2 separate regions of the Oncorhynchus mykiss genome follow, and region 1 is linked to region 2. A link is a contact called in public Hi-C data. All regions are on one chromosome and are shown on one strand. Each heading gives the region's core, a stretch centred on a gene start, on an enhancer-like site or on the middle of the called end of the contact. The rest is flanking DNA. Distances are from core to core; before and after follow the strand shown. Region 1 holds the start of fbxo38 (F-box only protein 38). Region 2 overlaps LOC110488559 (a long non-coding RNA gene).

What was found. A called contact is a pair of places that touch in the nucleus more often than the background predicts.
Region 1: a contact with region 2 is called in a Hi-C map of liver, with 6 times the contacts expected there. The contact joins the promoter of fbxo38 here to the enhancer-like site in region 2. A contact is called at or near these places in 2 of 3 Hi-C or Micro-C datasets (blood and liver).

What each region holds. Positions count from the first base shown.
Region 1 is chr14:3,454,455-3,460,207 of USDA_OmykA_1.1, reverse strand. fbxo38 (F-box only protein 38) reads right to left here and starts at 3,886. Exons shown (of 21, transcript XM_036942686.1): 1 at 3,459-3,886; 2 at 1,059-1,251; 3 at 558-703; 4 at 144-307. The coding sequence starts at 1,189. It overlaps LOC110488563 (a long non-coding RNA gene), which reads left to right and starts at 3,962. Exons shown (of 3, transcript XR_005035900.1): 1 at 3,962-4,162; 2 at 4,583-4,730; 3 at 4,912-5,753.
Region 2 is chr14:3,375,912-3,381,584 of USDA_OmykA_1.1, reverse strand. It overlaps LOC110488559 (a long non-coding RNA gene), which reads left to right. Exons shown (of 3, transcript XR_002468438.2): 1 at 1-115; 2 at 795-925; 3 at 1,075-1,651. Among protein-coding and RNA genes, the nearest start is that of LOC110488559, 2.9 kb to the left of the region's middle. Within about 2 kb of position 2,829, at least 8 of the 11 cell types and tissues checked have an H3K27ac peak or open chromatin away from gene starts, as enhancers often do. A contact at or near this core is called in liver, where this site is marked.

The DNA.
Region 1 (5,753 bases), core at 2,637-5,136, 78 kb before region 2:
GTATAACTCAAAATGGATCACATCAATATAAAGATATTTATGTCAACCTAAAAAGGCTTTCAAGATCACCTCACCTATTTTCTGAATTGAAAAACATGACAGTCACAATTGTTCCTTGCCCGGTCTGTTAGACCCAGACTCACCAGCAGGTTGGGGCAGGCCTGAAGTGCCTCCAGTACTCCTGGGATACTGAAGGCCTCGTATCCCCGGACTCTGCGGCGCTCCAGGTAGCGGGGATGAAGCCCATACAGCTGCTCCAGGTCTGGCATCTTCTTCAGCAGCATGAGGAAACTGCAGTCTGTGAATCCTGCTCCATGGCACCAGGCCAAAACAGTTTCAGAGGGTTAACTGAAGAGTGCATTGACACTTTTTTTGTAAGCCCACAATCATTCAATATCACAGAGTATGTATATATTACCTACAATCTTAGCTGCTTTAGACTTTAAGGTAGATTTATGTTTGACAGTGCTTCAAAATCAATTATCAACTATTCTGTACCCTAAAGGATGATATGCATCATCAATATCCTCCTGCTACTTTCCAAACATGCCATGTACCTCTCTGCCTACCTGAGGGCATGTACTCCCACCAACGGCTAGCACACAGGTCCACCACCTTCACCACCCGCAGGTACAGTGTCACCGCTTCCCGAAGCTTCCGAGAAAGGCACTCCATACACATGATGTCCTGCATGGGCAGATACCTGCATGGAGGGGGATAAAGGCGGGAAATATTTACAGCTACCCTATCCTGGTCATTGTGGCAGAGTATCACCTTTGAGGGTCAAAAAAATAAAAAGTTAAATGGTAAAATAATCAGATTTTGTAAAAGCACATTGAGATTTTCAGTCCAAGCAAGGACCAATGATGACATCACATTGTCATGTCAGAGGGTGAACAGTATCAAATAACGCTTATGTCCCAAATCGCACTGTATTCCCTATATAGTGCTCTACTTTTGACCATAGGGGTCCTGGTCAAAGTGAGTGCACTATATAGGGAATGGGGTGCCTTTTGGGGGACACCCCCATCGAATTCTGTTCTTTGACACTCACTGACCGGAATATGTGGCAGAGGACCTCATGGGAGAGTTCATTGATGTAGTCCTTGGGCTCCTCCAGTCTGTAAGGATTGGCAGCTCCCCCACTGGCGAGCTGTGTCTTGGTGGACTTCCGCCTCGGGCCCATCATGTCCAGGGCAGTGAGATATTCACCCAGAGAAGGTAACAAACTCACTCCCTCTCACGCGGGCCCTGTTATTCAGGCATGCACACAAGGACACGCAAACTCTCACTGATGACACTTCTGCAAGAGAACATTTTTTCCCCTCAGTCTGGGATAAAGATGCCGTACTTTGTGGACCAAAAGTGAAAGATACTTAAGTCACCAAGCATAACTTGAACAAAAAGATAGTAATAAGTAAATATGACAACGTTTGCAGACTCAACGATTTATGATGGAGTTGATCAGCGACTAGTGTGGGCTGACTGGAGAACTGACATCACATAAAAGTTTGTATAAACGCGGGCTATTCTTTGGATGCTGAAATACGGAGTTTAAGATAAAAAATACATTTCACATCGGAACTACAGTCCACCCACACTAGTCACTGCCATCTTAAATCATGGAGTTAAGTTTAGGTGGCTATAGCAGCCTGGTTTCATAGACTAGACGTAAATCTGAGACACTCAAATTAGTATGATGTGTTACATTTGGTATGGTTGGTCGGGGTGGATGGATGGACATATAATGTGAAGACTAGCAAGCCAAAGCTTGTGAGTTTAAATCATCACGGACAACTTTAGCAAATGTTCAACTACTTTCCACTTTTTAGCTATTTTGCATGTTAGTTAACCCTTCCCCTAACTCCTAAACTTAACCCTAAACCCTAGCCTAGCTAACGAAATGGGTGATGGACATCCATAAAATTAATACACACCATACGAAATGTAACATATCATACTAAATGGAGTGTCTTGGATTTACGTGCCGAATAATACGAAATGCTCCGAGACCAGGTTGGCTATAGAGACCCATGACTGACAAGCTATCTGTCAGGAATTGGCTCATACTAAATTTGTCATGTCAAATGCTAGCTACATATAGCTCACATACAATAAGCTTTTCACTTAGCCACATGCCATCTATTGAAGAGTTATTGTAATTTCATAATGAGATCGTCACTACAGCAATACAACTAGCCAATCAGTGAACCAGAATCTGGCCTTACAGGAGATGTTGCATATGGCGATTCTCCTTTATTAAGCCCAGTAAGTAAGGTTGTTATTCAATCTGGCTAGTTGAATGGCTGCTTCATGGGCTTAAAGGAGAGTCGCCATATTCAACGTCTCATGTAAAGCCAGGTTCTGGTTCAGACAATCAGTAGCTTAACTATTGAGTTCATTCAACAGAGTACCACAGTGTGAGTCATGTACCCATAAAAGCTAGAGGTCAAACAGGGAGATAGCGTCAATCATTTTTTCCACCATTCACTTCCCCCCATAAGGGATTTTCGAAAAACTTTAAAATAAGTGCTGTTTCTCATGTACATTGAATGACGTTTTGATAACCCTGTAAATATCTCTAGGACAAAGTGACTTATTAAATTAAATTAATTAGCTGCTAATGTGGCTATCACAAAGAACTACAAATTATATCATTTGTCTCTGGGCGAGACTGCAGAGGCAAAGGTGTTAAGAATCTCTGCATTAACAATCCAATGTTAGCAAAATGTAATAAACGGGCTACATTTATTTAAAATGGACAATTCTGTGAACTGTCTTGTGTAAGTTTTAAATTGACACAATACCTGGTAGCAAAGGTGTCCACTAGAGATGACATGCAGGAGCTTGCAGGGATTTGTAGTTTTGCATTTGTCTACTTTGATGCTTATTAGCATTTTAGAATCAGTAAATAGAGCAGGATATACTGACAAAAGTCACCTTGTCCTAGAGAGATTTACATGGTTATCAAAAAGTCATGCCAGGGTAAGCCTACACGAAACACAGCCCTTATTTTAAGTGTTTCTAAAAAAAAAACTATGGGAAAAATGAATGATGGAAAAACGGTTGGAACCATTTCCCTGTTGGACTACTAGGTTTTATGGGTATTATGACACCTCCACTGTGGTGCTCTATAGGCTGCTTAACACACCAATTAACACAATAGCCAGGTAGCTAATGCTAACTTAACTAGCTAGCAAGCTACTGTGTTCATTACAGTATTTCTGCATAAACTGAAAGCCATAAAAAGCCACCAAGGCTTCCTATTACATGACAGCATTTTAGAAGACTAAATACATCTCCAGCAAACGAACGAAACCCACTAAAAAGTGAGACAATGGACATAAATAACGCAAAGTAACAATTAACAAGCACGGGCCACCCCAAAACACAAACAGTTAGCAATGACTAGCTATTACCAGCTAGCTTTGTAGCATGTTTTGCTAAGCAACATTCACCTTTCAGGCTAGTGAGAATTCACGAAGAGAGGGCTGAGGAACATTTGATTCTTTCCAAGTTCTATACAGGTTCTCGTCAGTTGGCTTGCAAGCAAGTTGACTCTTCTTCGAAGCTTTCAATCGCTCAATACAGGTTGACTCAGACAGCTGGCTGGCTAGCTAGCTAGCTGGCTAACAACATCCCCACCCGACACCCGTGGAAGTAACTTAAAGCCTTTTGTGGCAGTGGCAAGCACTGAAAAACAGTTTTAGTTATCCGGTGGTTCTATCTGAACTAATCCTTGTCTGAGGACTTGGACCGGGCCTCTCTGTCTGTCTCCAGGAGGTCCGATAAACACAGCATATGAAAGATGAACTCGCACCTCGATATCTGCGCTCAGATCAGAGACGTACTTCCGCCATACACGCGTACCTCGATTTCTGCGCTCAGATCAGAGACGTGCTTCCGCCATACAAACGCTCCGCCCTACGGTGAATGTATATTAGATAGCGGTGCCGCTTAGGCCGCCCATTGTGACTCGCTTGTGGGCGTGCTGGCAGCATGTTCGATTGTGCGTCAAGAATTCAGCATAGCAAGTTTGTATGAAGGTCTAGTTATTAATTAGTACATAGTTCAATAGTAATATCCTCGAAAACGCTCTGGTGACAAACAAACTTTGCTGCCCTGTTTCCAATTGTCCACATGGCTGGGATAACCTATTCAAGTAAGTAAATACATTTCGAAAATGTAAAAAAAACAACGATATATTATTAGCTAACTAACTACAGTGCAGGCTAACTCAAATGAGCTGCTAAATGAGCTAACTTCACATACTGTATAGATATCTAGCTAAGTGAATGAAATATCACCATCTACCTAACTTCATATTAGCTAGCTATCTTGATGCATTTATCACTGTAAAAAAACAAACTCCAAATTAATTTGTAGGTAGCCAGCTAACAGCCATGGAGGAGGGTGATAGGATAGCAGCCCCAACTGTGAGTAGGCTATTCTGGTTAGGGCAGGTACTTTTGCGTAGTTCCTGTCTCTAGAAGTGAGGATGGAGATAATAGTAACATAATATTCAGTGCGGTGTAATTTGACTATAATGAAGTCTGTTTCTTGTGATGTTTTCTGTCCTCAGATAAAGAGGGCTATGAAAGCATGTCTACATATGAAGTGCAGTGGTTCTCAGTCCTGGTCCTGAGGACTCAAAGGGGTGCACATTGTTGTTTTTGCCTTAACACTGCGCAGCTGATTCAAACGATCAACTTATCATCAAGCTTCAAGTGGTATTTCTGTATTCATTTGTGATGCTATCCTTGATATGATCCTGTTATTGTCACATGCACATGTGCCCATGTATCTATCAATCCAATCTTATCATAATTTATTAGGGATATTATACTTTTGTAATCCACAATGACCTGGTGATGTAAAAGTCTAATTACATTGTCTTCCATATTCCTACAGATACCTTGTAACTGGAGATTTTTTCAAAATGAGTGCCTACAGTTAAGGTGTAGGGTACTGCAAGGTTGGGTGACCAGGAGGGCCATCTGGTACTGCCTCCTGGAGGAATTCAGGTGTGTGAAGACTACCTGTGTCCTGCATAACTTCATGAGGATGGACACGAGGACCAGGAGGGGATCTGCAGCTCGCTGCCATCTGCCAGAGGAGAAGTCTGCTGCTCTGCAGGATGTTTCAAGGATGGGGTCCAACAATGCAGCAAGAGGCAATCCTTGTGCGGGAGATCTTCACCTCCTACTTCTTCAAAGAGGGTGCTGTTCCCTGGCAATACCATAGACTACACGATGCACAAAGGTTCTTAAGAGTCATTCACATTGCAATAAGAATATTCTTCCATTTACTATTCTTCCATGTCAACTGCAGTTATTCAATTCCCCAGTTTCTCTCCCTTTGATTTCTACTTCTCAGGTGAGGGTGCTGTTAAGGTAAGGGTGTGATGTCTGTACAAAAACAGGCTATTTTAAATCACCCATATTGAAAGACACCCTATAACCCACACACTCGTATCAATCTGATTAATGGATTGTGTTGTGCAGTAAGCAGGCTCAGGTGTATAACTGTGGCTCCTTGCACCTCCAAAAATAGGCAAGAGGGCCAACCATGGAGAACAGTAAGACACTTCATTATTTCTATAACTACACTATATTGTTTGTTTTTCAGCAAACGTACTCTGCAGCCACTTAGTGTGGTGTGGACACCAGGTGAGGCCACACACACAGATTCCTGTTGAACACTGTCTTTAACTACCTTAATTTCTCAATAAGTCTCTCTCCTTCACTTCATCC
Region 2 (5,673 bases), core at 1,580-4,079:
GTGTGCAGGGCAAATAAAAATAAGTCCACTAGCAGACCTTCAGTTGTGGCAGCGTCCTAATTAAAAGTACACAACGCAGAACGAACCACGCTACATTTGTATATGTGGGTGATGGGTAAGTAGCCTATTTCAAGTACTACTTGACTTGTAGTTACTTTAGCTAGTTGTATTATTTTGGTCTGGCATTTTAAGAGGTTTCAGAGATCAACTGATTTGCATCCTCTCTTGAGTCAAGAGTTTGCTTACTGTACTATGGGAAGACTGATCTGTTTTCTGTTACCCTCTGGCCAGCAGTATAGCTAGTAGGCAAGGTTATGTAACCTTATTTAGTCCTACCTCCTATGGTGGGTTTTAAATTAAATGGTATTCACGTTTTTTTTTAGGTACAATTACTGTTACGTTATTGATGCCAAATTGCAAACCTTAGTTGCACCTTCTGTATTCAAGAACCAATGGGTGTGCCTGTCTTATCACCTCTTAACTAGGTAAACTGTTTCAACCTGGAACACTATTATTTTGCTTTGGTCTGTTTCAGTCATTGAGTGTATGAAGGGTTTTGTCCCTGCCCATCTCTAACACCTGACTTAAATAACCAACATAATTAATCACGGCGATAGGCTATGATTTGTAATCATGTATGAGATGGGCTGGAACAAAAGCTTCAGATCTTCTCCATGTGTAGGCTATTGTACTGGCCTGTGTGGTGCAGTCTTTCACATGTGTAGTTGTAGTTTTCCATTTGTGTCAACTTTAAACTCAATCTAAGCCACAGACTAACTTTCTCCATTTTGTAGTTAATCTTTATAGACACAGACCCGAAGACATTCAAGCAGAAAGCATCCCAAGTCTCTAATGGTCCCGGTACTGGTTGATATGCCGGCCTAAGTGACCACACACTCAAATGGACCTACAGCTGTTGGTTGGGGTAAGATTCTTCCATCATTCACACACAGTAGACATAGTGTAAATCACCATGTTATCAACAAAATGCTGTCCTTAATTCTTAATTTGTATTGTGTAAGGATCAATTTGTTAAAATGCTGTTTTAAACTCATCTTTAATGTTGTGATCCAGACACACGATGAGCATGATTTGAATGCTGCAACTGAGACTGAATGATGTTTAGGGACACGTGCTGAGATCGTGTGACTGGACATGGGCCGGGTATTTGTGACCACGACCTACAAGGGGTGAAAAAGCACAGCAGCAACCACTTTTTTTATGTTTATTCCATCCCTCTAGCTACCCCTTATTCCACACTATGCCTTTTATGTTCCCTCAACTTCGGACACTTTGGAATGCTCCATCTTCTCTCAATAAACCCACCCTACCTTCACCCATTTTCCCTATACTGGTTCCTTCACTTGTTCTTCCCCCTCATTTGATAACATCTAGACTCTAACACATTTAAGTGTTGTGGTGTACTGGTTTTGCAAGCTTTTTTTTTCACCTGTGTAATGAATGCTGTCCTGCTTATTCTGTGGTTCATACTAAATGTAGTGGTAAATGTGCTTCTCACAATTGACAGCAGCAACATGGAACTGTTAAATTGAGAAGATGAGTGTTGACATTACTTTAGGCATGGCTTCCATGTTTTGAGTATGTTAGATGATTTTCTCATTTGATCTAGTACTTTTTAAAATTAAACCTACTTTAAGCATCCAGTTGTTTTGTCCATTTGTAACTCACCCACCAAAAATCATAATATGCTGTTTTACATTGTGTTATTTGTGGTGGTCTAATTCCTAAAAATGAAAAGCAGAAGAATATGTTGGCTCTCGCATAGTAATAATAGATTATATGGTGCTTTTCGATGTCACAGGTTTGTGACATTGATGAATAATTTAATCTTTACCTCAAATCAGATGTTTATACAAGAAGTTTGACTTGATGGCTGGGTGACTAGGTGCATTCTCGTCAAATACATTATGCTTATTTATTCATGAATATCTGCAATGAGTTAATCTGGCTTTGAATCTGCAACAGAACATGTCAGCAAATTAGTTCTGAATTAATACAGCAGTGCATTCGACTCCATGACTTGACATGGATTTCATATAGTATATAGTTGGCAGAAATTATAAATATTAAATATAGAGGATCTGGTAAAATAAAGTTGTTGCTAATATCATCTAGGTAGCTTGCTAGCTTCTATGCAAAAACTAACCTAGTATTCGTGGCAAATTGTAAATATCTGGCTGCTACTAGGACAGTATTTTGTACAAGACACAACCAATTGCATAAAAGCTAAGAAATATTAGCTTAAAATATTGAACAGTAAATTAAAATGTCCTATATCTTTAGTTTTGGATCAAGGTAACGTTAGCTATTAGCTAGATAGCTGACAGCAAAGGTGTCGGCTAGAGATGATGCAGGAGTTTGCAGTCTTGTGTGATGTCTACTTTGCTGCTAATTACCTTTTTTTATAATCTGAGAGTAAGTAGAGCCATATATAAAAGTCACCTTGTCCGGGAGAGAAGTGGTTCTAAAATGAGTGTTAACTCCGATTGGAACCGTTTTTGTGTTTGACCGCTAGGTTTTATGGGTATTATTTTATTTGTCACATGAGCTGAATATAACTGGTGTAGACTTACTGTGAAATGCTTGCTTACAGGCCCTTCCCAAAGATGCAGAGTTTAATAATACAAATAAAATAGTAACACAAGGAATAAAATAACCAAGAATGGAGCTATATACAGGGAGTACCAGGTGGCATCCTATGATGGTGCCATGCTTGAAAGTCACTGAGTTCTTCAGTAAGGCCAATGTTTGCAATGGAGATTGCATGGCTGCGTGTTCGATTTTATACTCCTGTCAGCAACGGGGGTCGCTGCAATAGCGGAATCCACTAACTGGAAGGGGTGTCCACATACGTTTGTGTGTATATATAGGGTATGTACATGAAGGCAGGGTAAAGTGACTAGGCATCAGGATAGATAATGTGAGTGAAATAAACAACCGAGTAGCAGCAAATGATCCAAATGATCAAGTGTGTGTTTTTTTTGTGTGGGAGTGTCAATGTAGTGTGAGCGTGTACTAGTGTGTGTATACATAGTGAGTGTGCGAAGGATCAGTGCAAGAGAGTCAGTGTAGCTAGTTTGGGTACCAATCTGGCTACTTAGCTTCTACCCCCAAGCCTTAAAATTGCTGTCTCGGAGCCTGTTGGTCCGAGAGACGATGCTACGGTACCATTTGCCGGACGGTAGCAGAGTGAACATACTAAGGCTTTGGCGATGGGAGCCTGGCAGATTTTCGGGCATTCCTCTGACACCGCCTGGATAGAGGTCCTGGATGGTAGGTAGCTCGGCCCCAGTGATGTACTGGGCTGCCTGCATCACCCTCTGTGGATCTCAAAAACTGGACTTGGATCTGCATTAAGTAGAAATGATATCTTTCGCCACTATTGTCTTACAACACAACAGATAGTTCGAACTAGTCATGATAATTCAACAATACATAATTTTCAAGTTTCTTACCAGCAAAGTTCTTAGTTACATGATTGTTTAATAAATAGCAAAGGAGTTTTGAAGTTGAGGGTGCAGTATCTATGAAGTTTAGCAATGAGGACGAAAACAATCATAGTTCAGCTAGCCAGGAATACCGGGAAAAAACCTTGGGACGGCATATAGCTGGGCGGCCATGGCACTTGTCTAATTCAGGACACAGATTGTCTTTTTTTAAATCAACGGGCCAGAGTTCATGTCTAAGAAGCACGGCTTCGACTGCTCCTACAGTTTTGGTTCGGTACTGCAGTTTAACTGACGCCCTGCCCAGAAAGACAATTTCCATATATGGCAACATATAGATGTAATAAAACACTTTAGTCATCAACTTTGAGCACAAAACATTCATTGAATTATTCAAATATTTTATTTTTTATTCCTCATCATGTCTTCTCTACTTTTGGTGGCCTTAACTTCATGTTGTTTTGCAATTATAATATTGACAAAGTTCCAGTGAAACTTTCTGCTTTTCATCGGCAGGTTTTCTTGTCATAGTCCTTAATTTATAAACACAATTTTTCTCCACACAGATATTATATATGGAATAATCGGGATATATTGTATAAAAATACCTCTCTGTTTTTAGAATATAAGTTCCGAAATAATATCCTATTGGTGAGCCAACTGGTAAATGCAGAGGGTCTTTTACTCAGTTATAAAGAATTCTTATCACTTTACAAGGTCCCTGTAACACCTAAAGATTTTGCAATTGTTTTAGATGCCATTCCCTCAGGTGTTGCTATGTTATTCAGGAACATGTCAAGACCTGACCCTCAGAGCCTACCTTCTATTGACCCTGTTGACTCATCAGTAGGAAAGATTTGTTTCTCTGTTGGTCCATTCAACAACAGAGCGATTGCGATCCTTGTTTCAGCAGGATGTTGTATCTACCCTATGTCATGCCTTATTGGAATGGATTTATTGATAATATCTGTTGGAAAAAAGTTTGGATGTTGCCACACACATACCTACCTACTTGTTAACAAAATTAGGGAAGTTTCCTTTAAAATTATTCATAAATATTATCCTGCCAACCACTATATGAAGAAGTTTAAGGAAAACATCAACTCAAATTGCTCCCAGAAACAGTTGTGCATCTTTTTTGGCATTGTATGCATGTAAGAAAACTGTGGCAAGACATCAGTAGGTTTATAATTGAACACATTTATGAAGATTTTACACTATTGTGGAGAGATGTACTGTTTGGATTCTTTACATACAATAGAAATAAGCGGAATCATTTTTATGTAATTAATTTCATTATTCTTTTGGCCAAATTTCATATACACAAATGTAAATTTACAAACAGAAAACCACATTTTCGTACCCTACAAAAAGAAATTGAACTGTATTTTAAGACAGTTAAATGCTCTACTAACAAAAAAGCTGTTTTTAATTTGTAATCTATGTATGCTTGTGTTCCCTCATGTGCTTTATGTATTGATTTGATATTAATAATTTTTTTTTTATTTTTTAAAGTGAGTAGATTACACTGAGTTATAAGAACTGGAGACTGTGTCCAAGATGTCCACCCGTTGTTTTGAAGGTAATATACCCATATGCTGATTCATGAACTGTCTATATCCTGGTTGCATCCGGTTTATATACATCGCATACGCGCCAGCATTCACAGGGAGCATTGCAAACAGCAAAGCATTCCCCAAAAAACATGGCAGACAATGGATGAATATAAAATGTTAATATCTTCGGCCGTGAATGAAAAATACATTTGGCCTAAGCAACAAATATTTGAACAATTCAATGGATGTTTTGTGCACAAAAGGTGATGATTAAACAGTCTTATTACAGTATATATATATTTTCCAATCTGGCCATGTATGGAAATGCTCTTTCCAGGCTGGGTGTCAATTAATCTGCAGCACTGAAACAACTGTAGCAGTCACAACTGTGCTTCTAGACCGGAACCGCTGGGCCCTTGGTGATTACATTGCATCCAAGATGTCCAACCGTTTTCAGTCTCCCGTTATTATACTTGTGGTTTTTATGCCCTGAAGCAAAAACAATTACATATTTAAGGAGAGCAAATCCAAATACAATCCTGAAGTCAAGCTGTAACTAAGTCGTAAAACAAAGCTTTAAAAGGATGTTTGAGTCACTTCCGGACACGGTAGACTTCTCGTCACCGATTGCCAAAGGAACAAATTCCTAA